Regions from separate parts of the Mus musculus genome. Here regions 1, 2, 4 and 5 are each linked to region 3. Evidence: chromatin contacts called from public ChIA-PET, HiChIP or PLAC-seq and promoter capture Hi-C data. All regions are on one chromosome and are shown on one strand. Each heading gives the region's core, a stretch centred on a gene start, on an enhancer-like site or on the middle of the called end of the contact. The rest is flanking DNA. Distances are from core to core; before and after follow the strand shown.

The links. ChIA-PET counts read pairs in DNA pulled down with a chosen protein or histone mark. HiChIP or PLAC-seq counts read pairs in DNA pulled down with a chosen protein or histone mark. Capture Hi-C pulls out chosen DNA fragments and counts their contacts.
Region 1: a promoter capture Hi-C map of liver shows a contact between it and region 3, with 3 times the contacts expected there. The contact joins the promoter of Grpel1 here to the promoter of Man2b2 in region 3. A contact is called at or near these places in 17 of 39 promoter capture datasets (the 3T3-L1 cell line, 3T3-L1-derived adipocytes, the C10 cell line and 11 more), 2 of 15 datasets of contacts at CTCF or cohesin (the NIH/3T3 cell line and embryonic stem cells), 21 of 484 Hi-C or Micro-C datasets (B cells, CD4 T cells, the G1E-ER4 cell line and 11 more), 9 of 115 datasets of contacts at active chromatin or transcription factors (the 230-238 cell line, T-cell acute lymphoblastic leukemia, bone marrow-derived macrophages and 4 more) and 2 of 9 other capture datasets (adipose tissue and liver).
Region 2: a promoter capture Hi-C map of liver shows a contact between it and region 3, with 2.2 times the contacts expected there. The contact joins the promoter of Tada2b here to the promoter of Man2b2 in region 3. A contact is called at or near these places in 5 of 39 promoter capture datasets (erythroid cells, frontonasal cranial neural crest, liver and 2 more), 2 of 484 Hi-C or Micro-C datasets (peritoneal macrophages and pro-B cells), 2 of 115 datasets of contacts at active chromatin or transcription factors (bone marrow-derived macrophages and memory CD8 T cells) and 2 of 9 other capture datasets (adipose tissue and liver).
Region 4: an H3K4me3 HiChIP or PLAC-seq map of forebrain shows a contact between it and region 3, with 4 times the contacts expected there. The contact joins the promoter of Crmp1 here to the promoter of Man2b2 in region 3. A contact is called at or near these places in 7 of 39 promoter capture datasets (cranial neural crest, embryonic stem cells, frontonasal cranial neural crest and 4 more), 1 of 15 datasets of contacts at CTCF or cohesin (embryonic stem cells), 2 of 115 datasets of contacts at active chromatin or transcription factors (astrocytes and forebrain) and 1 of 9 other capture datasets (embryonic stem cells).
Region 5: a contact with region 3 is called in an RNA polymerase II ChIA-PET map of memory CD8 T cells, with 11 read pairs. The contact joins the enhancer-like site here to the promoter of Man2b2 in region 3. A contact is called at or near these places in 6 of 39 promoter capture datasets (cranial neural crest, embryonic stem cells, hippocampal neurons and 2 more), 1 of 15 datasets of contacts at CTCF or cohesin (embryonic stem cells), 9 of 484 Hi-C or Micro-C datasets (embryonic stem cells and olfactory sensory neurons), 8 of 115 datasets of contacts at active chromatin or transcription factors (embryonic basal ganglia, embryonic hindbrain, embryonic stem cells and 3 more) and 1 of 9 other capture datasets (embryonic stem cells).

The regions. Positions count from the first base shown.
Region 1 is chr5:36,460,664-36,466,524 of GRCm38.p6, reverse strand. Grpel1 (GrpE-like 1, mitochondrial) reads right to left here and starts at 1,340. Exons shown (of 4, transcript NM_024478.2): 1 at 1,270-1,340. The coding sequence starts at 1,331. It overlaps 2210406O10Rik (RIKEN cDNA 2210406O10 gene), which reads left to right and starts at 1,671. Exons shown (of 3, transcript NR_126488.1): 1 at 1,671-2,010.
Region 2 is chr5:36,482,598-36,488,484 of GRCm38.p6, reverse strand. It overlaps Tada2b (transcriptional adaptor 2B), which reads left to right and starts at 4,200. Exons shown (of 2, transcript NM_001170454.1): 1 at 4,200-4,697. The coding sequence starts at 4,428. It overlaps Ccdc96 (coiled-coil domain containing 96), which reads right to left and starts at 3,897. Exons shown (of 1, transcript NM_025725.3): 1 at 314-3,897. The coding sequence starts at 3,833. The coding sequence ends at 2,079.
Region 3 is chr5:36,829,249-36,834,799 of GRCm38.p6, reverse strand. Man2b2 (mannosidase 2, alpha B2) reads left to right here and starts at 4,151. Exons shown (of 19, transcript NM_008550.2): 1 at 4,151-4,362; 2 at 5,026-5,172. The coding sequence starts at 4,225.
Region 4 is chr5:37,237,714-37,243,759 of GRCm38.p6, reverse strand. Crmp1 (collapsin response mediator protein 1) reads right to left here and starts at 1,702. Exons shown (of 14, transcript NM_001136058.2): 1 at 1,235-1,702. The coding sequence starts at 1,615.
Region 5 is chr5:37,157,040-37,162,595 of GRCm38.p6, reverse strand. It overlaps Gm1043 (predicted gene 1043), which reads right to left. Exons shown (of 14, transcript NM_001370827.1): 3 at 2,712-2,850. Among named protein-coding and RNA genes, the nearest start is that of Gm1043, 6.7 kb to the right of the region's middle. Within about 2 kb of position 3,930, at least 9 of the 459 cell types and tissues checked have an H3K27ac peak or open chromatin away from gene starts, as enhancers often do. A contact at or near this core is called in memory CD8 T cells, where this site is marked.

The sequences.
Region 1 (5,861 bases), core at 91-2,590, 370 kb after region 3:
TTGGCATACACATGGACATACACATACAAGCAAAACATCCACACACGTAAGTTTAAAAAAGAAAGATCAGTAATTAATTCTGAGAAGCAAAATTATGCTAAGAATATAAAAACCTACAAAATGTGAAGGCTGCCTTCACTATGAATTATTTCCACCCCTAGGAGTGACCACCACAGCCTTTCAGCAGATCAGTTTTGCTGTATAGATCCTTTCAGGGCAGGAATTCCTAGGGCTATGTCTCGGAGGAAAGAGGGAAGCCAAGCTTATGGGATACTGTGGAGTTATGACTTCCTACTAGAGCATCTTTCTTCAAAACCACAATTTCAGAGATAGACATGAACCAAGCTGGGGGATGGGACAGGGCCGGATGGGATGGGAAATGGGGGTTCTTTCCTGTCAACTCTAAACAGAGCACCACAAATAGGAAGTGCTTCCCCCGGAATACTTCAGACTCCTCCCTGCTTTGCACAACATAGACCTGTTTTCATCTTTTAGTCACAAGTACGAGATCATCCGCCTGCTCACTCTCACCCGCTGAAAAGGCCAGCTCCCGTTCACTCCGTTTCCATAAGACTCAGGCAAAGTCTCTCTTTTTTTAATCAACCAAAAACTTGGTCCTAGCAGGGAACAAGCTAAAGATACTGAGCCTAACTTTGGAGATGCGACTCAAAAACCTGAAGCCACGGGTAAAAGTAAAGATGGCAAAAATGGGCATTGTCTAAATAAACTGCACACACACTGGCTTTCTTGCTCCTTGGACCTCACATTCCGCGGAGGGCAAAAGTGGGGGAAGGAATGTGAGTGGAAAAAGCCCACAAACCAGGCAGTACACATCCTGGACTGGATTAGGGATTAGCAACCCCAGCCCCTGGTCGGGCGGGCTTCTGCCTGGCTGCCTGACCTTGGGCAAGTCTCCCGCTTCTAAGCTTGACTTTTGCAATTCCAGGAGGGGTGGTGCCCCTATGCCCGAGAGAGTGCCGTGTGTCACCAGACAAACAAATGGCGGAGCCTTCCACCTGACGCATCACCCAGATCCCCGCATTTACGCCCCAGCGTCCCCACTTCTCGTCTCTTGAGCCCAGTTCGCGCAGTGCCGCACAGTAAACACCAGGACAGCCGCGCGTTGAGAACAGGCACAGGGACTCGATGGTGAGGATGTGACTTCAGGGTGCACGGGCACCGCCTGCGGGGACCAGTCCTGCCGCTAAACCCCCCACCAGAGCTCTCGGCCGTGAGTGAGGCCGACGCAGAGGAGTGAAGCTCTCTTACCTGAACGACAGTGCCAAAGCCGGGAGGCTGCGGCGCGCCAGCCTCACACACCGAGCCGCCATGACTGCCCCCGAGGTCGCGTCACTGCGCCCACACTGAGCATGCGCGGACGCCCCTTACACCGGTTTTCCCACCTACTGCTGCTTTTTAGCTAATCCGTGACCGCTGTTGTTCTGATGGACAGACCATTTCCACCAATAATTACGAGTCATGACGGAATTCTGTTTCCTCCTTCTCCGGTGGGCGGAGACTGAGGCTTCTGGGAGCCCCGGAAGGTGAGGAGGTGAAAGGTGAGGTGGGAGGAGTGGAGGAAAATGGAGCTTCTGTGGGCGTGGTCGCGCCAGGGGACAGCCAATGAAGAGGAAGAGCGTCAGGGCGGGCAGAAGGCGGCGAGCGCTAGGCGGGGACCCGGGAACTCGTGCCAAGTGACTGGTGCTCGCTTTAGGCTCCTGCTACCTTCTGCGGGCGGAACGTGGGTGTCCCGGGAAGGGACGGACCCCATCTCTACTATGCCGCAAGCGCGTTGTGTCAACAGGCTGGCTGTGGACGGCCCGATGAGCGTTACTTGATTTTGTACTTTCGGCCACCTCCAATTTTCTCAGAACGCAACATAAGAAAAAAAAAAACTAACAGCAGTGTGTGCAGGAGAGCTTCGAAAATATGGGTGCTGATGTTTGGTCACTGCTATGGGGGAGGTCGCAGAGCTGAGAGTTGTCGGAGGACGTTTTCTGTCCTGTCTAGGTATGTGCAGCTTCTTCCTTCCTCCCCCCGGCTCCCGCAAATCTCGAGACAGAACGCTTCGTCCGTGGACTACGGCTTGTGTGTGCTCTCGGCGGATCTCTTGAGTTCTAGGCCAGCCTGGTCTACAGAGTGAGTTCCAGGTCAGCCAGAGCTACACAGAGAAATTTTGTCTCGTAAAACAAACCAAACCAAACCAACCAAACAAACAAACAAAAAAGGGACCAAAATTCTATTATTTAATTTCGCTCTTTTAAAAATCATTTCCCCAGCACATGCTGCCTTTTGCCCGCCGTGGGCGTGGGGCAGAGCATGTCCACACAAAAAGCACAGCTCTCACCTCATAGGAAATAAGTTTATTCTGGAGTCATTTATGAGTGACTGGCCCAGAAACAGTTTTAGGACACCTGTGTTCCAACGTGAAAACAGTTTCAGGACGTTTGCATAGTAGCAGAACAAAGAAAGCCACAACTCAAGACATAAAATATATTAGTGAAAACATTAAGTAGGTGATTATAGCAAACGGGAATCTCAGCTGTAGTCCGCAGATGCTATTTGATAGCAAGCTTAGCCCTTTGGTGGAGATTAGAGTTTTGTTACTGTGTTACCAAGATTTTAATCGTCTTTTCCTGCTGTTAGGTCTGACACTGAGTGGGGCAGGGAATCTATTTAATGAACTAAAGATAGCCCAAGATAAATTGTAACTAGGCTCTGCACCTGCAAGGTTCAGCATCTCCAGTCATTGAGGCTTTAATCCGTCAATTGGCCTTTGCAGACAGTTTCTTTCCAGGAATCCTGGTTCACTGGTGTTTTGTAGGACAAGTGACCTGATTTGTTAATTCATTAGGGCTGGGGTCGAGTAAGAGGAGAAGGGATACTTAGAGCACCAATGAAATCAAGAGACATAATTGGATTGAGTCTATGGCACTTGGTTGTGATGGAACAAACCAACCGTGAAAAGGGCAGGGGACTGGAGTGGGACGGGTATCAGATGGTTATTCAGTGCGCTGGCCCTTTTGTTAGGGAACAATATGGGCCAATGGGCAGAGCTCTGGATGGGAATATTTATGGTACATTGTCATATTGGCTGGCAAGGGCTTTAAAAAATACTCTAGTTTTAAAAGGTGAGGTTTCTTGTAAGACTGTGGGAAAGTGATGACATTGTTGAAGCCGGCGATGAATACCATGGGGCTTATACAGTTTCCTTTGAAACTTTCTGAAATAAGACTTAGACCTCCTGTGGCTTTCCCTGGCAGTAACACCAGGTCACCAGATTTCTTCTGTCCTGAACATGGTTCCTCTTAAATCTTGGGTCTTCTCATTTGCTGAAAGGCGTCAAAGAAATGAGAATGCCCGTGACCAGCACATCTGTAAGCAGAGACAGATGAAGAGTTAGAGCTGCTGTGTGTGGAGGTATGGGTCTTCCCAGGGGTGAGGACCCTGGGGACTCTGAATCCCTTCTCAAGCTGGGGTTCTCCTGCCAGGAGGCATACGGGCCTGTGCTGCCACCTGGCGACCCACTCAGGAACTACTTGAGTGGGGGCCATCTCCTGAGGTTACCATCTTAGGCAGTTCTGTAGTCCCCGTGAGGTCCAGAACTTCACCACCCACCCGGGCAGCAGTCTACACAAGGAGATGGAGCTGCCTGGAGAAAACACTTAGGTTAGCTCTCTGAGTTCACATTTAGCAGTTGTCATGGACGGCCCAGCAGAGACAGGGATGCTGGAAGATCAAATGAACACGTGGGGTGGCCCCAGAGAGGATGAAGTGGTGTTTACAAAGAAAGCCAGTCCTCAGAAGGTCCTGAAGATGGCCCCACAGCTTGACTGTGGGCGTGATATGCATTCCAGCATAATGTCTGCTGTGTGTCAGGTGCTTTAAGATGTCCTCTTATGGATCAGACCCAAGACTTGCTGGGCAGAAAAGTGGTTGGCCAGGTTAGGTGAATCACAGAAGAAGACAGGGCTCTTGAATATTCCTTTATATTGCCCAGCATGCACCACTGGGGTGGAAAGCAGAACCAGCGCTGACTCCAAACGTCCAAATGTCACTGCCTTCAGTGACATGGTGGTGGTGCCTCAGGTAAGGGGTGGCTCTTCATCCCCTCATGCAACTTGGAGTCGTCCAGTTTGGAAACATCTAGTATTGAGGGATGTGGGGGTTCACCTTCTTTACTACCCTGACTGGATTGGAATCACCTAGGGGAGACACGTGGGGGCATGTCTATGATACTATCACAGAGAACCCCCGGAGAGGTTGAACTGAGGGAAGATCCACTCTAAATGGGAGTGGCAGCATCCCGTGGACTGAAGCCAAGACGAGAATAAGAAAGCCTGCGGAGTACCCGCTGCTGTCTGTTGCCCTCTGCTTCCTCATCCTGGAAATGTGAGCGAGCAGCCTTGAGCTCCTGTCGGTGCCTCCCTCACCAGGATGGACTCTAACCCTCTTGAACCAAAATGAGCCCTTCTTCCCTTAGGGTGCTTCTTGCCAGCTGTTTTGTCACAGTAATGGAAGAGGTAACTAGGAAACTAGGAGTAGCAGGCAGTGCTCTAGATGGACTCCAAGGACCATCCCGCACCTTCCCCATCACTCAGTCAGACACTAGGTCTAGGTGCTTCTGGGCAGGAGCTTGCACTTGGTATCCATGTCCCAAGTCCATTGTTCTTGAGGTAGAGAGCGACTTGTAAGTTTGAGGTTTTAAGTCCTTTAAAAGCAGCCAGCAGTAAAGTTCAGGTGAAATTGGGAGAAAGCCTAGAGTCCCCATCACTGTCTGGAAGGTGGACAAGTGCTCCTAGAAGCAGAGAGGCAATCCCCAGCCTAAGCCAGTCAGAATATGAGCACTTCAGACCTGCTGCCTGGAAGAGTGGAAATAACCAACCTCTGGGCGGAGCCTGGGAGTGAGCCCTTCCCTGGGGCCTGCTGAGCTTTGGAGAGGAGAGCTGGTTTATCTCACAGAAGCTACAGCACTGCCTTCTCCCCATTTGTTATGCCCTTACAGTGGGCTTTGATGCAGAGCATGGAAATGTGTCTTACACCTTGGTTTCTTGGTTGCCCTTATGACCCCTGACTCATAGAAACTTGGCTTTCTCCACCCCACCCAGATACATGGGTTCCAAATGGAAAGAGATGCTCTTGGTAGGAAAAATACTACTGTGGGGAGGAGGCAAGGCTATGGATGATCAGGTTGCAGTCACCGGCTCCAGAGACTTCCTGTGAGGCCTTTTATTTGGGTTGGCAGATGCATGGGAGATGAGCAAACGCAACATTAGCCTCCATTTCCCTGGGAACATTTTGGTGATGGTGGCATCTGGATTCCTAGACACATTCAGGATAGTCACAGGAGTGGATGTCAAGTGGCCTTAGCTGGACCAAAGGAGAGTTGGGAGGTGCTAAAGTCCCAGGATCCTGACAAACCCATCTTATAAAGCTAGTGGGTGTGAGAGAAGGTTTGACTATAAAACTGGTTACATTGTCTGGCTGAATGGGCACCATGAACCTTCCCGTGTGGTGGTCAGATCAGTCAGAAAAATGTCAGAATTGGGAAAGTGCCATGGGCATACATAAGTGGGGAGGGGTCCTACACAATAGTGAGTGTTTACCATGGGAATGCTGGAAACTGACTCATGGGGTGACTTAAGGATGACAGCTTTTCCCTTGTGGCTTCCCTTTCTTTTGGTTGCCAGCCCTGGCATGCCTGCCATCCCAGTTCGCCCACTGTGAGGGAGATGGCTGCATAGACAGTTATTACACACAGGACTGTGAAGGGACTGACATCTACTACTCCCTCACTCTGGGAGGCAGAGGTCAATGGAGCCAGCCTCCCTGGGCTGCAGAAAGGGGCCGCCTTAGCTCTG
Region 2 (5,887 bases), core at 2,951-5,450, 350 kb after region 3:
CCTCTTAATTTTACCACTCACTCAAAGGCTTGTCCTTTCTTTTCTCAAATGCTTCTCCATTTCATGAGGCTTAGACAGATGTCCATCCTAGGTCAGTTGGATTAAAATTTGGGCATTTTTGGGTCTTCTAGGTATATGTATAATTTTATTGCTTCGGATGGTGGTGCCTGCCTTTAATTCCAGCACCCGAGAGACAGAGACAGATCTCGGAGTCTGAGGTTACCCTGGTCTATAGAGCTGGTTCCAGAAAAGCCAGGGCTACACAAGGAAACCCTGTCTTGCTTGAACAACAAAACAAAACCTTTAAAAAAATCCCTAGTGAGTTCAATTTTATTAAAATATGCACATTTAAGTAAAAGTAAGGATATTTTTACAGGGAGACAGACTGGTCACTACACAACTCTGAGGTGCTTTCCTCTCATGGAATCTATGTCACTTACACTCTGGAACCTTCTGAAGTTGAATACATGAGCTGGGTTGGAAGGCATTGACTGATACTTTATGGACAAGTAGCTCATACCATTGGCAAACCCTAAGCTATAGCTGCAGATGAACGTACACAAAACCTACTTCTACTTACATAAGTTTAAGAATCTTAATTGTAGCAAGTCACCAAAATAAAGTCCCCGTCCCCAGAGACCTTGGGCTGTCTCTGAGTAGGTGGCTGAGTTATAGACCCTCCTTTGATACTATTTTTTCCAGGTCCTGAACTACTTAATCTCATGATCAAGAATCCATCGAGATCTAATTAGAACAAAATAGGGAGGCAACCAAGTGAAGAGTGTTTTGTGATTGACTACAATGCCTCCAGCATGAGGGGCTGTGATCAAGAACCCACTGGGGACTTACCATATAATAGTTACTTAGGATACATTTGCAGTTTAAGGCATGCTAACCTTGGTGCCCTACATGATCCATTGCCCACCATGTTCAATGTTCAGGATGAAGCATTCAGTTACATAGCTGATGGGTAGGAATCAGCAGAATGAATCAAAACTCTGTAGGATACCATCACAATGAAGACACCTCTGGCACCACTGACAGTTTCACTCGGGAGCCTCCCCAGCTACATAACCCTGTGAGTCCCTCGGCTCTTGGAGGCACAAAGACAACTGCTTTGGCCTTGAAGGATAGGGTAGAGGGACAAAACAAAACTAGCAACTAAGTGAGGGGGATGGACGACGTCAGCTTTTTGAACTGTCCTCACTAATGCATTTGTATGGTGCGATATAAAAATGTTTTCAAGCCATGAAAGTGAAAAGAGACTTTTAACTGTCATTGACTTTCAAGTCAATATATTTCAGCAAACAAAGTACGGCATGTCATCTGAAGGAAGCAGAGTTATGCAGTGCCAACAGTCAGATTGCTGATGCAGCTTTTGACTCAGAGTAAGAGTGCTTGTTTTAAAGCATGAGGATCTGAATTCAAACCCCTGGCATCCACATAAAACAGCCAGACGTGGCCTTGCATGCCTGAAACCTGGTGTTGGGGAACAGAGACAAGCAGATCCCAGGATCATCATGCTAGCTGGACTAGCCCAAACGGCAAAGTTCCAATTGAGTAAGAGACCCTGTCTGAAAAAAATCAAGGTGGCATACAGGAGATGCCCCATATGTTCCTCAGGCCTTCATATGACCACACACACCTGCACACTGAGAGATGGGAATTTATGAGCTAATCAGGTCAGTGATTCAATACTCTTAAGTTTAATTAGTACAAAGATGACTTGAGTCATCAGATCAGTGCATAGAGATTTTCTGTACCTTGCCCACTCATTTAAGCCATCCTTAGACATAGGCAAGAGACAGTTCTAACACTCCTTTAGACTGGGGCTACTTGGCTATAAAGGCTTTTCACTAGAAGTCAGTTTAATCACCGCACTCTCTAGATATATTTTTCTTAAGCTCATGTAGAGCTACTGCTAGCTGGAAGTGTTCAGCAGGAATTTGAAAGCTGGAAAACAGCCAAAAAATAAAGTTGCACCCCCAAGTTCCACAGAATGGACAATCAGAGGCAGAAGAGAGTAAGAGAGTTTCTGGGGTTGCAGAAGTTTTTGCCAACTGTCCTGTCAAGGGCTGTCAAGAGGGGAGGAAAGTTTTGGCTTCCCTGATCTTTTGCTTCACCCCTTTGCAGGACAAGGCGAGCCCGGCATGATGGCGCTTCAGGGATTCCAGGCGCCTGTTGAGCATTTCTGTCTTCTCCACCTTTTCTTCCAAGTCTCGGAGGAGTGATTCCTTACCCAGAAGCCCACATTTCTGACTCAGCTTGACGTTGTCGATTCGCAGGCTGTCGCGGGCTTGTTTTGTCTTCGTCAACAGGTCTCTTCCTAGGGCCACCTGGGCATCCACTTCCGAAAGTTGTGCCTTTTTGCATGAGTTCTCCGTATCTATGAAAGACAGCTTTTCCTTCACGTGCGTTATAATCTGCACGTTGCTGGTCACCTTAGTGCGCAGTTTTAAAAGTTCCTCGTTTCGTTCCTCTACTTTCTCGTTGAAGGTCTGGTTCTCAATTTTGAGCTGTTCAAAGTCGATGAGGAGCAGCCCCTCAGCCAAGTCCTCCTGGGCCTTCATCCTGGTTTCAAAGTGTACCAGGCTCTGCTTCAGCTGCACGTTCTCGAGACGCACGGCGCTCATCTCCTTCTCCTTCTTATCCTCCAGGGCCTGAAGCTGTTCCACCTCTCTCAGGGCAGCCTGGCGCCCACCACGCGTGCGGCAACTGCCCATGACCTGCATCACCACCTGCTTCTTGAGGGCCTGGAAGCGCCGCCACTCTTTCTCCACCCTGGTCTGCTTCTCTTGGCACTGCTGCTTCAGCTCCCGTACCTCCTGACGGTACCACTCTAAGTCGTCTGCCTCTTGTTTCTTCAGTTCCTCCAGCATGGCCAGATAGCGCAAGTATGCTTGCTCTTTCTCGGGAGATTCGGGTTCAGCGCTCTTGTCCCCAGGTTCCGCCGCTGCTTCCAGCCCCTTCTTGCGTAGGGTCTCGTGAATCTTCTGCTGTAGGTACATGTTGTAGCGCTGATAACGGTTCCGCTCCACTAGCAGGGAGTGGTACTGTTCCACCAGCTCGCCGCGCAGTTGCTGCTCTTGCAGCTTCTGCATGTCCGCTGTCCACTCAAACTCTTCAGTGGACGCCCCTTTTTGTTTCTCCTCTTCCTTGGCCTCTCCAGGGTGAAGTTGCTCTTCTGTGCTTTTGTGTCGTTCTCGATCTGTCCCCTCGATCTCTTCACTGTCTCTCTTCTTCAGTGACTCCCTTGCTTTCTCTTTCGCAGCTTGTGGGCCTGGGGCAGCCCCCTCCTCAACAATTGTGGTCAGCGGTAGAGATGGCCGGAACCGTGACTCCTTCCTCTTCTCCCTCTTCCCCTTGCCCTTCGGCTTCTCTGGCCTGTCCCGTTCCTCTCCCTCATCCTCATCCTCATCCTCATCCTCGTCCTCGTCCTCGTCCTCATCCTCGTCCTCATCCTCGTCTTCGTCTTTGTCCTCTGGTTCCTTGGACTCCGGCTTGGTCTTGGGCTGGGTCTGTGGCAGACTCTCTGGCTCTCGGGACACGGCCTCGCCCGCGGTCTCAGCGGCCCCCGGACTTTCCGGGACCTCAACATGCGCGTAATCGATCCCCTCCGAATCCTTCGCTTTTGAGCTGTCCGACACCGGCTGGGTCTCGCTCTCAGGCTCCCGCCCTTGCGTCGGCTCCGGCTCTGGCTTCGGCTCTGGCTCCTGCTCTACAGGGTTGGCCGGAGTCAGAGGTTCGGAGCTAACCTTGATCTCGAGCGACTGCCTGGCCAGGCCTTCCTCGGCTCGGTCTTTGCCCTCGATGTCCCCGTAGTGGCTGTCCATTTTCGACCCGCCGGCCCCGCTCTGAGGCCGGCTGATGCCTGCTGTTAGGTTTCCCGGGGCAACCAGGGCGCGCGGTGGGCCCCGCGATTGGTCACCCGCCTTCCATTTCTCTCCACCTCCCGGCAATATTAGGCCAATGAAGATCTGCGAACAGGTGAAGGGAGGCGCTAATTGGACGCTGGTTCCCGAGAGGCGTGGCCCGCACGGCCTACTTCCGGTCCGCGCCCCGCCGGCTGACAGGCTTAGGGCGGGGCCTCGCGGCTCCTCCAGTCCATGAGGCCGCGGGAGGCGCCGGCGCGCAGGCGCAGAGCAAAGACTCGGCTGTCCGCGAGAGGGCGCGCGGGGGGCGCCTGCGCGATGCGGCGGGGAGACAGCGGCTGCGGCGGCGGCGGCCGGGCCGGGCCGGAGGGCGCCTGCGTGCTGAGGCGGGACGCGGCCCGCCTGGCCGGCTCCGGCGGCGCCTGGGCGGGGGCGGCCGTGGCAGCGGCCGGCAGCGGCACGGGCGCGGCGGGCGCAGCGAGCCCGGCAGGCGGCGGGGCGCTGACGGCCGGGGGCGCGGCGGCTGCGGGCCGGGCGGCGGGCGAGCGGGGGAAGATGGCGGAGCTGGGTAAGAAGTACTGCGTGTACTGCTTGGCCGAGGTGAGCCCGCTGCGCTTCCGCTGCACAGAGTGCCAGGACATCGAGCTGTGCCCCGAGTGCTTCTCGGCCGGCGCGGAGATCGGCCACCACCGCCGCTACCACGGCTACCAGCTGGTAGACGGCGGACGATTCACACTCTGGGGTCCTGAGGCGGAGGGCGGCTGGACCAGCCGCGAGGAGCAGCTGCTGCTGGACGCCATCGAGCAGTTCGGCTTCGGCAACTGGGTGAGCGGCGGGCTACGGCTAGAAGGGAGGGCATGGCTGGCTGGCTCGGTGTACGTTGCGGAGGGCCGCAGGTGGTCGGATGGTTGTGTCCGGAACGTGTTGGTCACCAGCGGTCACACAGCTGGTAGAGCAGGGCCTTGACCCATTGCCCCGACACGGAGCTGTCTGCCCTTCACACTCGTCCTCAAGAGGTGTGCATTGAACGCGGGTAGAGGGTAGGCCCTGTGCGTTGCCAGGCTTATCCTTGAGTCAGATGGCAGCAAGCTAGATCCCACTGTCCTTTGCTGAGTTCCCCTAGTACGGTTGTGTTCTCCTGGGCATAGTGGTGGGGAAGGCCAGAAGCCTGGGGCTGCCCGTCCCGCCTGCACTTAGTCTGCATTCAGGGCTTCGTGTGCTTTCTGTGGGTGTCAGCATGTGCCCTGTGCTAAGGTTCTCAATGAGTAGCAGTATCTTGTTTAAGTCTTAGTCTCCACAGCACCCAGGACATGGTGTGATGGGTGGACAGTAAAGAATGAACAAAGGCGTGTTCCTGAAGAGGCATGGATCCTGGGGTCTGCTTTCTAGCTGTCAGGTTTCTGTAGAGGTAGCTCACTGGTAGTAAGAGCCTTCATGTGTGCCAGCCAGATAGTGTGCTGGGCTCCTGGTTGTTCTCTGGCTGTCTCTAAGGAGCTCTCCTTTCTATTCCTCACCTATGTTAGGGATGAGATCTGGCTGCATTGTCACCATTGCCTCCAAGAATATGTCACATCTTCAAGCTTTCAGAGAAGCAGGGAGCTCGGCATGACCCTCTCCTGTCCAGACTCTTCCCTGGTATGTTAGGGCCCTCTGACCCTAGCTTCCCCGAGCTTCCCCTACTCCAACCCTACTGCCCTCCTGTTTCAGATCGTCGTAGAATGAGTGACCTTCTGGACCCACTTCCCCACTTAGGAAGGAGTCTACTCCACAGATGTCTTACCAGTGAGCAACACTGGCTCCTGCTCTCTAAAAACAATGGGTTACTTTGTCTCTAAGTGGTGTTTATTGGTGTGTATTGCGCATATGCTTTGTACAGATCAGGCAACATGAAGGACCTTGAAGAAGAGCCTCAGTGCTGAAAGTGTGGCATTCATATGCTCTGTTTCTGGAGCTTGTCGCATACCTGGTGATCCCTCTCTACCTGATTGCCTGTGAAGACTCACTTGTCCTCAGTT
Region 3 (5,551 bases), core at 2,902-5,401:
AGCCTTGAGGCTGCTGTGCATTCTCACCAAGGATGTGCCACATAGCAGGACCTGGACCAGAGGTGTTTGACCCACCCCGACAGCTGTAACTTGCACATCTCACAAGATAAGATCCTAGGCAGATGCTGGGAGAAACACACTATGGTAGCACTGCAAACCTGCGTGCTTTGAAAAGGTGACAAAGTAGGCTCCCGTCGTGCAAAAACTCCTTACCTGATAGTTCTGGGTGTCAGAAATCAGAAATTAGTGGACTTGTTAATCCCAAAGAGGAGAGGAAAAAGACCACCAACCCAAGTCATCACGGCCAAATTAATTCAAGCAAGCAACTAACTAAAGCAAGCTTTTTAAAAAATTAGATATTTTCTTTATTTACATTTCAAATGCTATCCCGAAAATTACCTATACCCTCCCCCCACCCTGCTCCCCTACCCACTCACTCCTACTTCTTGGCCCTGGCAGTTCCCCTGTACTGGGGCATATAAAGTTTGCAAGACTAAGGGGCCTCTCTTCCCAATGATGACCGACTAGGCCATCCTCTGCTCCATATAAAGCAAGCTTTTTTATTTGTGTACATGGGCTGCCTCACCCTAAGGTGAGGTTGAGAGGTCAGCACTGGATGTGAGGAAGACGGGGCTTTTATAGCTCAGGAGTAGGAGGTTTCTAAATACAGGATTTGGTGGGCACAATAGGTGGGGTTGTGAGAGCAGAACACATGCATTGCCAGCCAATTCCTTCTGAGACAAAGACATGGTTGCAAGGTGGACGTAGCATGGTAGTCATGCTCATATCAAGGTAGTCATAGGTGGTCACATAACATTTTGAAACAAAGGTTTGCAAGATGATTATAAATAACTTTTTGAAATGAAGGCATGATTAGCATTCCTGTAACAGGCAGTACAGAATCATTTGTAGTTAAGGTTACAGGTAGGGCATAGCCCAATCCTAAAGAAACGGTGGTTTATTCATAAACAGGAAGGAGCCTAGTTTGTCTTTACTATAAGATGGCTTTTAAGCCTAAGATGGAGGCAGGCTGGCTCTTTGCAGTCCCAGATCCCAGAGTGGTATGTGTAGGTCATTCCCATTGGGGTCTTGTGCAGCTGGGTCTCCCCACCTTCCAGACCCTCAAGGCTGTCACTCACCATGGCCTTGGCTCCTTCTCAGCCTCCTGAAGCCAGCAATGACCTGTTTAACTTTGGAGACTCTTCCTTCCTCTCTTACTCATACCAGGTACGTCACTGTTGCTGGAATAAAGTGACATGACAAAAAGCAACTTGAAAAAGAAAGTGTTTGATTGGCTCATGGTTCCAGAGAGGAGAGTGTCCATCATAGCTGGGGAGGTTTGGCAACAGGAGCATGACGATGGCCTGGCATCAAACAGAGCGGCCGCATTTCATCCACACTCATGAAGCACACATACACTCACACACTCACACACACATAAACACACACTCACAGACACACACAAACACACATTCAGAGAGGGGGAAGAGAGAGAGAGAGAGAGAGAGAAAGAGAGAGAGAGAGAGAGAGAGAGAGAGAGAGAGAGAATAGGAAGCGGGTCAGGTTATAAACCTCACAGTCCTCCCTGGATAATGTACTTCCCCCGGCAAGGCTGGCTTCCCCTCCTGAAGGTTCCGTAACCTTCCCAAACAGCACCAATGGCAATGGGTACCACATATTCCAATACATGAGCTGTTTGGTGCCGTTTCTCTTTGAAACTGCAGCAGACACTCATCAGCATCCCATGAGACTGGATTTTGTTGTCCTTCCTTGAAATGGGGGCTCCTGGAAGTGAAAACTATTAGGAAAAGTTTCACCTCAGGATCCCAAGACCATGTTCTCAGAACCAAGGAGATGTGTTTGCCTCAGAGAGACAGAGGGCACAGAATAGAAAAACACAAGAGATAGAGGAGGGGGGAGGAGGGGAAGGGAACAAGGGAAAGGGGGCCAGGTATTTGTCCCAGAGGACAAAGGACTGCCTCTGGATAGAGAGGAGACAGATGTGACACATAGGAAAATGGCCATTTATAGAGGTACAAGGGGAAACCCTGTGTTAGGATGAAGTGTTTAATTTTAATTGTGCATGTTAATTAGGTGAGCCAAAGGGGGCTTTTGATTGCTGGACTTCAATACTTAGATAGCTAGACCTTGGTAGTCAGCCTCTGGAGGAGGAAGTGGCCAAATAAGGGAATAGACCTTGAGGGCTAGCTTTAGGAGTGTAATCTAATGGTTTCTAGCAAGACAGAGGGAATGGGGAGAACGACAAGGACTACCAGAGTCATGCTCACCACCATGCTCAAGACCAGGTCTTGAGTCCCTTCAAGATTTATCCCCTGATGTCACATGAGTAGCAGAGAAAAGAGACAATCTCAGGTCCAGCAGTTAATTCCTCGGGTACCTAGGCCTCCATATTTGTTGAGCTATCCCTGAAGTCAGAATTCACCACCTGCTTCAGTTCGGGGATATTCTCACCTCCAGAGCAGACGTCAGTGCTCTGGGGAAGCAGTGAAGCATGTTGGTGCTCCCAGAGATGAGTAACGAGGAACTGAGCTCAGATCCCAGCAACCATGTAAAAGCTGGGTACCGTGTTGAGAATCTGTAGCCCCAACACAGGAGGCAGAGACAGGAGGCCCCTGGAGCGACTGTCTGGTCAACTTAGCCAATCAGAGAACTCCAGGTCCAGTGAGACATGGTATTTCAAAACACAAGGTACAGCGTGATATAGGAAGATACTCAGCATCAACCTCTGACTTCCACACACATGCACACAGCATGTACATACACCACACAAAAAATAAAACACGGTACAACATTCTAGCTTACGACAATCCAAACATACACTAATGTGATGCTCATATGTTGAGAAATTATGGAAGGAAAATATTAAATATTTGTTTTTGAGAGTAAACCATTGTTTCTGTAACAGCATAGATGTTGTCTATTTGCTGAAAAACAACGCAATTCACAGCATATCTGAACCAAAATGTTCTGGGTGGTGTTTGCTGCATAGAGTGTCAGCCTTCACAGTGCAAAGCGCTAGTGCCATGTGTTCAGATCCAAGGTGGCAGTGACATCATCTGAAGTACCATGAGTGAGCACCGCCAGAAATACCTCCGATTCTTTAGGTTTGAGTGTGTTACTAGACATTCGAAAACTTTACCGTTGCCAAAATTTTTGCAGCCCCACATATGTGGTCACAACACACATAATTTAAGAAGCTATGATTGGGCTGGAGAGATGGCATAGCAGTTGACAGCGCTGGTTGCTCTTCTAGTGGACCCAGGTCCCATCCATAGAACCCTTGTGGTGGTCCACATCCCATTGGCTAACATTTGTCATGCAAAGGAGGCTGGGAAATGTAGTCCACCTGAGTCCTAAAGCGGTGGCCGCACAAGTTGGTAAATGGCTGCCCACTTCTTCATGGAAAGGTCTGACCTCTTGTGGAATCTAGAGGTCTCAGGTCCGTGGACAGGATAGAGAGGGATCTGAGCTTGCTCAAAGAACAGCTTGGGTTTTGGTCGCATTTGCTGAAGGGCAAGTGACAAAACAGGCTAGTCAGAGTCACACCTCTGGCCCCACCACAGCCCAGAAAACCCCAAACTATAGACCACCTGCTGGCCACGGAGGAGCTACAGAGGTGATTCAGGGAACTGCTCTCTTACCAATTGTAAAGTCACCAGTTTTAATTGGCTGAGAGATGGGGACTTCATTCATTTAGATCCCATGTCCCTAGCAACTCATGCCTCCTCTATTATCACATCCCATTTTATGGGGATCAAAGAGATTAAACATCTGCCCCAGCTCACCATCCAAGACCCCAGATTTGATTCTGAACCTACCAACCCTGACCCTTTCGTCGCTGTGTCTGTAAAAAGCCAGTTTCGCTTCCTTAAAATGAACTAAAAAATTTCAAGTCAAGCCACCCTGAGGCTAGAGGTCTGCGTCGGAGAGCGTGTTATCCTGGAAGGTTTCCCTCTGTGTAGACAACAGCGGTCTCCAAGTCTGGAGGTAGTGGCCTTGAGCTGCAAGACCACCATATAGGGACGAAAGCTGCAATACACACTCTAGCCGACAAGGGGCGCCGTACCACACAAAGCTCGTGCCCTGCCCGTGGCTGGCAGCGCTCGCGCATTCCTGCCGACAGGCGGCGCCGCGGGTCCCGGACCCGGAAGTGGACCGCTCTACCCAGGACCCGCTGCCCTGGCAGCGTCCCACTGCCCAGCAATGGGGCCGCTGCGCTGGCTGCCGCTACTCGGCCAGCTGTTGCTGTTGTGGCCGCGGGCAGCTCAGCCCGCCGGCCCGATCCGGGCCTTCGTGGTGCCCCACAGTCACATGGACGTGGGCTGGGTCTTCACGGTCCAGGTAAGTTGGAGCGTTCCTGAGCTCCTTGCACAGTAACTGCCTCCTGCGGAGTGCACCCGACCCAGCCGGGAAGAGAGGCGACCTGGGCTGCAGCACCCCACCCCACCCCCCAGCCTGATCCCCTGCAGTCTGAGCCTCAGCCTCGGGCTGGCCACTTCCTGCCTCGGAGTCCTGATGGCATCTATCTTATTAGACGGTCCCTGCAAAAGTTAAGGCAGAGGAGTGTGTCCCCAAAGTGTGGATTGACAGGTAGCCAGTCTCAGGAATAAGCCTGGAGTACCTTGGGTGGGGTAGGTTTCCAAGCAGGTGGATGTCAGCTGACTACAGGCAACTGGGCTGGCCCTCTGTGGTGCTGACATGAGGGCTAGCCAGTTCAGCTTCCTCTTCACACTCCTACCCAGCCAGATAAGCTTGGTATGGGGCCTGTAACCTCGAGGTTCTTTCTGTTCAAGACCTTGGACAGAGCGGGCAGGGAGAGGCTTTCTGTCCACTGGCTCAGGTTCCTTGTCTATAAAGAGAAAGTGGTGATTCCTGCCACATACCCCTAGGTCTGAGTACACTGGAGGTGTTAGGCACCAGGGTACTTGGTCTCTTGTACTTCTCTTTGGTCCTTTGGACTCATCACCACCCTTGGGGCTGTTGTGATGGCTTCTGCCTCCCCAGGAAAGCATGAGAGCCTATGCAGCCAATGTCTACACTACCGTGGTGGCGGAACTGGTCCGCGGAGGGCAGCGGCGCTTCATCGCCGTGGAGCAGGAGTTCTTCCGGCTGTGGTGGGACGGTGTGGCCTCTGAGCAGCAGAAACAGCAGGTAAGGTGGGGACAGGAGTGTCAGGACATGGGTCCCTAAGGTATCCGAAGTGTGAGAGGAAAGTTCCAGGAGGAGACTAGATAGGGAGTTCCAGATGTGCTCAGGAACATGCTAGCTGTAAAGACAAAACAACAACAACAACAAAAACTAGGCTTGTGGTCAGGGCCACTGCCCATAGACAGGGTGACGTCATCTTTCTGTCTGTTCTTGGTAGGGGACCGGACATACCCCTAAGCTAGGCTAGCATTTCTCCCAAAAGGCAACAGGAATTGGTGCTTAATCAACACCCAGGTGAACTTTGTCCCCTCCCCTATCTGCACACACTGACTCTCCCCTGCCCCTGGCTGGCCGTGTTTGGAACCCCTGTGGCTCTGTGACA
Region 4 (6,046 bases), core at 453-2,952, 410 kb before region 3:
AGGTTCCAGGTGGCGTGGCTGGGTTTCTGAGACCTGAAGCCTTTGGTGGAGCTAGAGAGCCTGTTTCCCACGCGAGGTCGGACTACCAAGGAGGAGATAAAGGGATGGGGAACTGGACTCTGGCTAGTTCCCTGGTCCTCACCCCCGCCTCCAGCTCCCAGGCAGCAGATTCAGGACCATGGAGAGTTCCAGAGCAGGCGACAGAGCCGAAGCAAGAACACCGCCCTCAGACCAGCCCATTTTCTTCAAAACGCCTGTCCAGATTACAGTCCTGTTCAAACTCTTCCTCTGGGTTCACTTTCTCATAGTGTTAACGGAAAGGGCGAATTAATTAATTAAACCGAGAATGATGATAAAACTCCATAGCAAGCATTTATTGATCACTCTCGACCTGATTGAACTTAATTCTTGAAATGAGTCCACAGCTCTCTCTCCCCAGCCAGGGAACTTCTGGAGGGTGGGGCCAGGCTGCCGAGCCAGCCCAGCCCAGAGCTCAAGGGACAGCTTCCCAGAGCTGCTCCAACTTCTGTTTCCCAGACACGTGGCTCTGACCTCACCCACCCTGTCCAGGACTCTTCTGTCTGACCATCCGTATTCCCTGGTAAATTCCAACTTAGGGAAGAAAATCTCTAAAGCCCAAGCCCTGGTCATGTCTTTTCCTGAGGTCCCTCCTCACTTTCGGAAGTCGGGGAGTCCATACGCCTGGGTTCAAATCCCGGGTTCGCCTCCAATTTACACATCCAGGAGTGTCCTGGATGATTTCTTACTGCCCAGCATCTGAACCCTTAACCACATCGTCCCCCCAGGGAGGGGCGGGAGCAGCTGTATGAACAGAGTCATTCCGTGAACCTCTCCCAGAGCCAAGTGCAGCCTAAGCGTCCACGATCACTGGGTGAGCGGATAGATAGATGGAAGAAGACAGAGAATGCTCACCTTTTCACAGAACCCCAGAAGGTGAACGAGGCTTAAATTCACCTTACAGGTCCCTTAGCGGCAGCTGCAGCAACTTACTTCCCCTCTCAGAACCTGGCTTGGCTTTCTGAGGCTATGCTGGCCAACCCTGGCCTATCCTACAACCTCTCTGAACCTCTTGTAGGATGATGTGGGGGAGGGGCCGTAGCAGTCCCCCAGAACCTGGTGGCAGCGGGGCCCCCACACTCGCCCTCGCGCCACCCAAGCCCTGGGTCTCCAAGGGCCCCGCCCCCCACGTCCGGCCCACGTGCCCCGAGGGTACCTGGCCATTGTCCCGGCCGAGTGGCAGGTCGCGGGGCGCAGGACATCGGATGCGCAACGCTGGCGGTCTGTCATCGCGATCGCCTGGCGAACTGACAGCAGAGCCCGAGGGCTCGCTCACATCACTGGCCGTGTCTTCGCTGCCGCCGGGGCACGGCAGGCCCACGGCGTCGGGCCGGCCAGCGCTGCGTGGTGTGCGCGCGGAGCCGCGGCGGCCCACGCTGTAGGCGTCGAAGTCGATGGTCTTGTTCTCGTAGGCGCCCTCCACGGCGGCGAACATGCCGCCGTACTTCTGGCGCGGGGTCTGCGCCGCGCTGCCTGGCCGCGCCAGGTACACCGGCAGGTCGTCCTCCGTGTTCCACGCGCGCCGCCGCTCCGCCATCCCCGTCTCCGGCGGTCAGCTCTCGCCACCGCTGGCTCCGCGCTGAGCGCCTCGGTGCGGGCCCGCGGCGGCCCAAGCGCGACTGCGGTCGGGCAAAGAGGGAGGGAGGAAGGGCCGGGGCGTGGCCCGCGAGGGGCGTGGCCGGGGCGGGGCGGAGCCTACGGTGACCAAGACCAGCGCCACTGCCAGCTACAAAGGACCGTGGAGGCGGGGACAGCGGCCGGGGCGGGGAGGATGGTGACGTGCAGTAGCCGCAGCGCGGAGGGCGGGCGGCCGAGCCGCAGTGCCCTCCACGCACCCGGCTCTCCGCCTCTAGAAGGAGCGCAGGGCGCGGGCAGAGACGGGGTGGGGGCGGTGCGCGGGTGCACAACACACATACACACACGCACGTACACACGGTTAAGCTTCACCTCACAAACAAGAGTTGCACAGACATCAGCATGTCTGTACATGGTACATACACCCAAATCAGGTACCTCCGCGCTCCCTCCAGACAGCTAGCACACCATAGATACACACGCACACGCTCACACACGCTCGCGCGCGCACACCAGAGATTCCCTGTCAGGCAACCCCACGCACCACCAAAAATCATACAAAAATTAAATGATCTTAGATGCACAGTCAGAGGCATACACATCCAACTCCCCATTGGCTCACTCGACACTACTACACTGATTGCCTGATAGGATCTGGCACTAGTGTAGGTGCTGGGCACAGGACTAAGAGTAGAATGAAATCCCTGGTGTCAAGGGCCAGCTTCTAAAAGGTATGATAGAGAATGCAGCCTGCAGCACTCAGGAACAGAGGTTCCTATCCCATAGCAAGGAGGTCATGTTAGCATTACACTCCCAGACACTTGTCACTGAACCAATGACTCACACTCGTGCTGGATACACAGCCCAACAACATCTCAGGGTAAAGAATTTCCACACCACTACCAAAAGCAACCTCACAAAGGCTCCTTCACACACAGGCCTGTAGACTGCTGATAGGGAATTCGTGCACATCCCTACCAGACACGAGGGAAGGAAGAACTCTTGAACAGAACACTTAGGAAACAAATATGCAGGGATAGACACACAGGCAGTAGGCAATGACCCAGACGATAGCCTCCATCTATGGGCAGCTCCCACATCCTGAATACAGCCCACTCCAACTATGCCTGGAGCTTAATGTCTAGACTTGAGGGGCTTCTTTAACCAGGAAGAAGTATGGAGACTTGGGATCCCCTCATTTATTTATGACTTTCTAGCATAGGGGTTATGAGATTCCCTGGGGACCCAGGAATCTCAGCTGTGCTCTCTGGATGGAAGGCTCACAAGCTGCCAGCCCCCTAGGCAGACAAGTCCAAACTGGCAATCAGGATTGCTGGGGAACAGTAGGAAGCCGATTCAGCATCTGTCCCTTCAGTTAGCTTCCCCGGGCTAGGAGCTGTCCTTTCAGCACCCCACCAAAGGTCAGAGAAGTCTGTAGCCAACCTTGGAGAACTCCAGACAGACAGTAAACGTGACTGTTGAGACCTTAACCAGAGGACTCTGCCACATAGGAGGATCTGCGACATCAGCTGACACCTCACGCTCCCTCTGTGATTTAGCCAGTCTGCGCTGCAAGCAGGACGCTTCTGCTGTTGGGTTGAGGAAGCAGGAGAAGCAAACAGCTACCTCTCCATTCCATTTCATGTGGCTGCTCCTGTCTACCTGAGACCTCATGATTATCCAGTGTCAGTGGTCAGTTGGAAAGTTCCTTCCCTCCCCCCTTTATCTATACTTGCACACAGGGGCTAATGCTGAGCACACAGGAAAGTACAAAGTCCTTGTCCTCAGTGTCTATTCTAATTAAGTGCATGGTCTTCCACCCACCTCACCCATACCCTGGCTCTTCTATCCGCTTGTTCCTACATCCCATGAAGATTCAGTTCACCCAGGCATTCCTCTTGAAATAAGAAGAACTACACTGCAACCGTCCTCAATCTTTAATTGAAAACTCTGAAATACAATCCACAACATGTCCTGTGCTAGAAAAGCTGATGCTGAGGTCCACAGTGGGTTTATTCCAGAGCCTCACAAGGATTAATGGTGATTATATCCATATAGCATAGGTAGCTGGGTGTAGTCATGTACACCTTTATTCCTAGCACTCAGGAGACAAGCATATGTCTGTGAGTTTGAGGCCATCCTGGTCTGCATAATGAGCTTCAGGCCAATCAGAGTTACACAGTGAGACCCTGTATCAACAACAACAAAGATAACAGAGACTCCATATATCTGAGTTAGACAGGACTTTCAAAGCTCAAGCTTTCTACTCCATGCTACAGTCAACAATTTGGGGACACAGTCTCTCTCTAGACCTGCCAATAGTGATAGAAGCCTTATTGCTTTTTTAAAAATCCCAGGCCCAGAGAGATGACTTAGTAATTAAAAGCACCTGCTGCCTTGCAGAGGACCTGAATTCAGTTGTTAACACCCATGTACCATGGTTCACAACAATGTGTAACTCCAGACCCAGGAGATCTTACACCACCCTCTTCTGGCCTCTCCAGGTATCTGTGTACATATGCTCCCATGCATACGTTCTCACACTCACACACACACACACACACACACACACACACACAGCATACCATCACACAGGTGAATACATAAATAACAATGAAATAAATCTTTTAAAAGGAAGAAATGAAAGGCCTGGAGAGAGGAATTGGCCGTTAAGAAATCTTACTGCTCTTGCAGAGGAGCCAGGGCTCAGCTCCCAGCACCAACACAGAAACTTACGAATGACTCCGGTTCCAAAGGACATGACACCTTTTGGCCTCCATAGTCTCTCAAGTGCTTGTGATGCACAGAAACTCACAAAAACTCACACACATACAAAGGAAGGAAGGAAGGAAGGAAGGAAGGAAGGAAGGAAGGAAGGGAGGGAGGGAGGGAGGGAGGGAGGGAGGGAGGGAGGGAGGGAGGGAGGGAGGGAGGGAAAGGAGGGAGGGAGGGAGGGAGGGAGGGAGGGAGGGAAAGGAGGGAGGGAGGGAGGAAAGAAGGAAGGGAGACAGAAAGAGAGAGAGAGAGAAAGAAAGAAAGAAAGAAAGAAAGAAAGAAAGAAAGAAAGAAAGAAAGAAAGAAAGAAGAATTTTTAAAGAAAAAAAGCCCATTCCCTCATGAGAAAGAGCCAGCCAGTTTGTGAAGCCAGAGGGTGCAAAATGAGGAAGCACTATGTTTAGGCAGAAGCAAGAAAAATCACAGTTTCCACTTACCAAGTGTTTACCACCTGCCTGGGGCACTCTACCAAAAAGAATGCTTTGTACACCACCACCACCAACCCATACCCTCGCCTACAAAAGCTTGAAAGTACTATTTTAGTCTCATTTTCCAAATTAGGAAAATGTGGCTAAGAGAGATTAAATCCTTTGCCTAGAGGCGCAGATGGCAAGGAGGCTGTTGGGGTGTTAACAAAGTCTCCTGCTGAGGCTGCATCCTAACCATTGACCTTGCTCAGACCCAAATGTCTGACTGAGGTGATTCCCTTGGGAGAAGAGAGAGAAAAGAATGAAGGAAGTACAGACAGAGTGTGGGATTGCGGGGGGGGGGGGGGCTTAGACTTTTGCCCTTAGAATAACCTTGGGCAGTGGTCACCCAACACAGCATTGGAGCACCACTGTGTAGTCTGGGCCAGTCATCTCTCCTCCCTCCCCTGCAGAGGGGAATATCCAATACTCAGATTGTTCATTCTTTGTGTGATGGTCAATGCTCTACCTAACACATCATTGTCCCCTTCAGCCATGCCACATGGCACCTCCACCTTCAGGCTGTTGTGCTGAGGAGGTCACACTGTAAACCTATCATGAATGTTCTGCAGAGAGGAACTAGGTTGAGATACCCGGACAAGCTTGTCGGTGGCCGTTCAATAACATCTCTTCAACTCAAAGCCAGGGAGGTAAGTGGATCAGAGAGTCAGAGACAGAAAACAGAAACAGGAACTGAGCTTAAAATGTATGCAGTGTCAGGGAGTCAGGGACAGTGGCTGGCAGACAACTACAAATGACATCCAGGGTACTGGCAGAAAAGGACATGTCAGAGTGTAGCAAATAGGACAAGCCTAACTCCAAGGAGTATTTTGTGTAGACAAACAAAACAAATACAAAAACACACAATTTATCTAAAGAATATTTTGTTGGGCTTAGTAGCATATGCCCTTAATCTCAGAACTCAGGAGACAGAGACAGGTGCGTCTCTGTGAATTTGAAACTAACCTGGTCTACATAACAAGTTCCAAGCCACCCAAAGCTACACAGTAAGTTCCTCTCTTGAAAAAAACAAATTTCAGGAAATGGAGTTGCAATTTGCTGTCAAATGTATAGAGTTCTTTGTAAGTCTTCTAGGCAAAGTCATGTGCTCGTCTGAGACATGAGAAGTTCAGAGAGCTGTGGACCTTCCT
Region 5 (5,556 bases), core at 2,681-5,180, 330 kb before region 3:
ACCTCATCCTGTCATAGTCCCATATCTCCCTGAGTTCCCTAAGTCTGCGTGTGGAAGAGTGTTCAGTGGGTTGGAGGGGCAGTACCCTGCAGAGGGTCTCTGGAGTTGTTTCATCTCAACAGTCCTGACACACCGATTTCCAAACACCACAGAACTTTCCAGAGCTTCCCAGGTCAGTGAAGTGAGCTGAGCAGGGGCCAGTAAGCCTCAGTAGCTAACTGTTCACAGCTATGAATACCTTGTCCCCACCCCACCCCATCACCCCCACACACACACCCCATCACCTCCAACCCCCACCCCGCTGAAATAGAGCTGTCATTAGCCCCACCACACATTCAGAAGCTATCTATATAATGGGACAGCTAAAATTCTTGCAGCCAGCTCTGGAGCCTTGTGTCTGCCTCAAGGGCTTTTTATCTGTCCCTTTGGCCATCTTGCTGAGCAGGGAACACTTCTCCATATTCAGACACCCAGCCTTCTCCCTACCACAGACAGTGAGTTGGACTGACATACAAACACTGCCTCTGTGGGAAGCTTTCTCTCACCAGCTAGCTGCTTTCCTCTGCTGCCAGAGAGCCTGCAGGTAAAAGAGGCATTTGCCAAAGGAGAAAGGACGTGCAAGACCAGCCCAGGCTGGCTTTGTGGGGTAGTTTATTGACTGGGTGTGGGGAGGGAATAAAAACTGGAGTTGAGTTTTTTGAATCTTCCTGGCTTTATAATGATGTGGATTCTGTCCTGGGTGCCTGTATAATTCTGGGAACCTGGGGATCCACGGCATGGGTGGGTGGGCCCTCGACACCTCTCAGGATGACCAGAGCTTGCTGCGGAAATGAGGCCTCTTTGCTCCCTGGGAGTAGGACCAGAGCAAAGCTGGCACCTGTGACAGATCACACACATTTTCTTTAAATGCCCAAAGCCTGTTCAGATGCCCCTGCGATACTAACTCCTACATCGCAAACTCTCCAACAAAAATATAAAGGCTAGAAGTTAAGGTTGGGGAATGGGCTGCAGCTGGACCACCTCTGACCCTGACCAAACCACTGAGTCTGTACATAGGCTTCTTGACAGGTCTGTGTGAGTACATTCTTGCTGCTCTCTGGCTCGTGCTCAGCTTGCTTTCTTAGACAGCTCAGGATCTGCCCAGGGATGGCACTGCCCACGCTGGGCTGGACCCTCCACACCCATCATCACAGACCGTTCCTCACAGACATGTAATGACAATGGAGAAGCATGTGAAAAGGACTGATAGCTCCCTGGGCTCCCCAACACCCCCTCCTCCCACTAATGCAATTAGTGGCTTGCATGTCACCCTCACCGTTCATCTGCCACCACACTACAAGCATCTCCACTGCAGGACTGTCCCTGACTTCCCTGGGAATCCCAGATGTACAGAGAGCAAGGCTCGAAACACCCTTACAATGTCTCCTCAGAGGAACCACATGTCCCAGTGCAGAGACACAGCCTGTACCCTGCTTCTCTGAAGACTCCCCTAGGGTTGAGAGGCTAAGACCACGTGAGCCAAGGGTTCAGTTTAACTTGAGTCTGCCTCCAGTAGTCAGGGGAAAGGTGAGAGTGACTCCAGGCTGGCCCACTGGTACCCAAGGGCTAAGTTGAGCTGAGCTGGACTTTCCACTTTACATTTTTGTCTCAGTGAATACCATGTCATGTACCCTAGTTGTCCCATAGTTGCCCACTGTCAGACACACACACACACACACACACACACACACACACAAAGACACAGCTGAACAAAACCCGAGAAACAACACCCCCTTTAGTGGGTGCCTTGCCTGTTCAAGTTGAGTTCACATCCCATGAATGGTCTGCACCCTGCAATCTTAAGACCCCACTAAGCTGTGCCCCTGAAGCCTGGAAGCTGGGTGCCCAGGCATCATTGGGTACCTACTGCAGAGGTGTGGGTCCATCTGCTATATATTCCTTCTGCAATATGGCCTGCATCACCTGTCCCCTGAAAAGTGTCTTACGATAGATAAGAATGGCCAGTGCAGATGACATTAAAAGATGCCCCCTTCTTTGAGTGTTCTATGTGCATGGACCCATTTAGCTCATATAACCACCTGAGAGGTGGGTAGCATATTCCCATTTTACATATGAGGAAGCAGGCCCAGGGAGGTTGTGTCACTTGTCCAATGTCACACAGACAATTCAGCAGGATAACTAGGGTTTGCCTCCGCCCTGAACCACTCACTTCTTCTTGGTGGGGCTGTTTCTTATGCTCTGCCTCCCTACTCCCCAAAGCTTTAGCTGCCTTCCTTGTTTCTGCAATGGCCCCTCTGGAGTTCCCGCTGTACCTGCCAGCCTTTCCCTCCCTACATATACAGCTTTTCCTGGCTCTCCACAGCAGAGTGTTGGTCTGCCTCATTCCCACCCTTCAAATACCTTTCCCAGAAGGTCTGGGAAGTTTTATCCCCAGTTCCCTGAGTGTCTTTCTCCTGCCACACCCACAGCATACCCAAGTCCCTCCTCCACCCAAGAACGGGTTCTTATCTTCCCCCTGTCCCCACCTGCACACAGCAATTTGAAGAGAGAAACCTGCACTGCCCACTTCCTGACCTCAAGGACCCAGGCATGAGAAAGATACCAACACCCAAGCTTCCCCGGGAGGCCTAGGAGGCAGGCAGGGAGAGGTCAGACAGAGAAACTGAGGCCCAGGCTGATCACACGACCAGGCACTGGGAAGGGATACGAACCTGGCTGACCAGTGTCCCCTTCAGTGCCTGCAGCTGCTCCTGGACGCGGATTGTGGCACTTCTTTCCTCGGCCACACAGGCACTCAGCTGTTCCACCTTCAAGAGAAGCCTCCTTTCTGACAGCTCCAGCTCCTGGACCCTGCGGGAAGAGAAGCAGGAGACACTCAGGATAGAAAGTAAAGACTGAGTGTCCAAGCCACCATGTAAACCCCACCACCACCACTCCTGTTCAGCCGCCCGTCTAAGGGTTTCATTGTCAACCGCCCACATACTTCATCAGCTAGGACTTAAGCTACGTAGCCCAGACTGGTCTCAAAGTCATGGTGATTCACTTCCCGCTTTCCTGCCACTGGATGGCCAGGTTGAGCCACCAACCCAGTCATATCTATCTCATTAGAGAGTCTCTGTCCTACCTCAAAGGGCTGGGAAGATAGCTTAGTGGGAAGATAGCTTAGCTGGGAAGAGCGTTTGTTCAGTGAACATGAGGACCTTAGTTCAAATCCCCCAGCACCCACATAAAAGCCATCCCTGTAACAGAGACAGACAGACCTTAGGACTTTATTGCTCATCCTGCCTAGGCAAGATGTGAGCTTCCAGGCAATTAGGTGGAGAGTTATGGAGGAAGACACGCTCATGTCCTGTCTGGGCCTCTCCATGGATGCAGATGGATGTTGCATGGATAACCATACTACATACGTGTGTATACACACACACACACACACACACACACACACACACCAGCATCACTTACCACAAAATTCAATCCTATGTGTTTCTCAGCCCTACATGATGAGCGAGAGACACTGAGGGGAGGCCGACCAGCCAGGAGCTTCTATTTTTCTTTTCTTTTCTTTTCTTTTCTTTTCTTTTCTTTTCTTTTCTTTTCTTTTCTTTTCTTTTCTTTTCTTTTTCTACCATCAGACCAGTGGTTGCAACTTAAGCATCCTTCAGGTCATATATTTCACACAAGAGAAAACTGAGGACCTGAGAAGCAATTATTTCCCAGGGTAGCACAGAATTGTGGATTCTAGGCTGACTTTTAACCCTATTCACTGTTGCCTCCCATTCTGGCTCCAAACTTGCACACATCTCCTAAGGAAATGACTGAGAGTCAAAAGGTGTCTGTGATAAAAACAGAAACCATGGTCATGTCTGTGTGGCTTGCGCTTGCACAGGAGATGCTGGGAACAGCCTGTAGGACTGACACGGAGTGGCTGAGCCATGCAGGGCTTCGTGCTGCATGACGAGACTCTAGAGACTGTGCCTAGCCAGGAGGGGACAAACCCTGACTGCAAACAAAGGAAGTGACATAAGCAGGATGCCCCCACCAGAAGAACCACAAGACGAGAAGTTTCCTTCTCCTGTTCAGTGCTAGCCTTGCCTTCATGCTAGGTAACGTTAGCCGGAGATATCCCTCTATCTAACACCTCTAAGACCAGCCAGACCAGCCAGTGGCCTTCACCTCCATCTCAGACCCTGATCCACTGGGAGGGGCGGGCTCTGTCTTTACCAGCCATTGAAGCCTAGCTGGGTTACATCTATGACCCTCAGATTTTCCTCTGTAAGATACAGGCTCTGCTCACTGGGTTTTGTTAAGATAAAAGAGTATGCTCTTGCTCTTTAAGACCTGGCCAAGGGTTTCCTCTCCTCGGGGAGTCCCTCTATCCCTCCTGAATAGGTCCTCTCAAGCTAATGAGTGAGGAGGTGAACTGGTGCCTTCTCACTGCTTTTGAGATGCACTGAGAGTTGAAAAGGAAAAAGGAAGCCGTTCTCTTTATTTGGGGGAGCAACCTGTGCCCTGACCAGAGAAGACAGTCTGCTTCTGACTCAGTGCAGTGCAGTAGCCAAGCTGTGGTCCCAGATACACCCAGATCCTGGTCCCTGCAGGAAGGGTGTCGCCCTTCACTTGTCCAGAAGGCTGCAGAGCAGGTGAAGTCAAGTCCGTGAGAGGAGACGACAACTGGTCTCCAGCTAGTCAGAAGGAGGCCAGGGTGGAGCTGACTGTGGAGCAGAAAGCCACAGCAGCACGAAGGCACCTGGCTTGCTACAGCTCTGAAGTGGGCTAGGAGACGAGGAGGGGTGCTCAGCTCAGGAGCAGGAATCAAGCAGCTAGGAATCACAGTTCCAAGGGTGTCTGGGTGTCACCCTACTAACAATTTGAGCTAAGCCTGAATCCTAATTTCCAGCCTCCAGGGCTGTTAACCAACCATACCTGGGTTCCTGTTTGATTGTCTGTCTGTCTCTCTGCCTGCCAGCCTGCCTGCCTGCCTGTTTGTTTGTTTGCTTTAGAAACACTATGTGAGTGCAGGTGCATATGCATGTGTGAAACCAGAGGTGGACATGGGGTGTCTTCCTCAACCACCCTACTCTTTCTTTCTTTCTTTCTTTCTTTCTTTCTTTCTTTCTTTCTTTCTTTCTTTCTTTTTTCTTTCTTTCTTTCTTTCTCTCTCTCTCTATTTATTTATTTATTTATTTATTTATTTATTTATTTATTTAGAGACAGAACCTCCTACTGAGCAAGAAGCTCACTGGTTGTTTGAGCTGGCCAGTGCACTCCACTGATCCCCTATCTCTGACTCACAACACTGTGGTTCCAGGTGTGTACCACCCCTGGCTTTTACTTGGGTGTTGCAGGATCTAAACGCAGGTCCTATTGTTTCTACATTGGGCACCTCCAAGATGGAGCCATGTCTTTAGGCTGTTTTTAAGCCACCAAGTCTCGTGGATGCATGCCTATAACCTCAGCACCCTGGAGAGAAAGACAAAAGGATGGAGAGTTAAGGCCATCCAGGGCTAGAGCGAGAGTCAGAGGCCAGCACCAGCTTGAAGTCCTGTCTCCAATCCC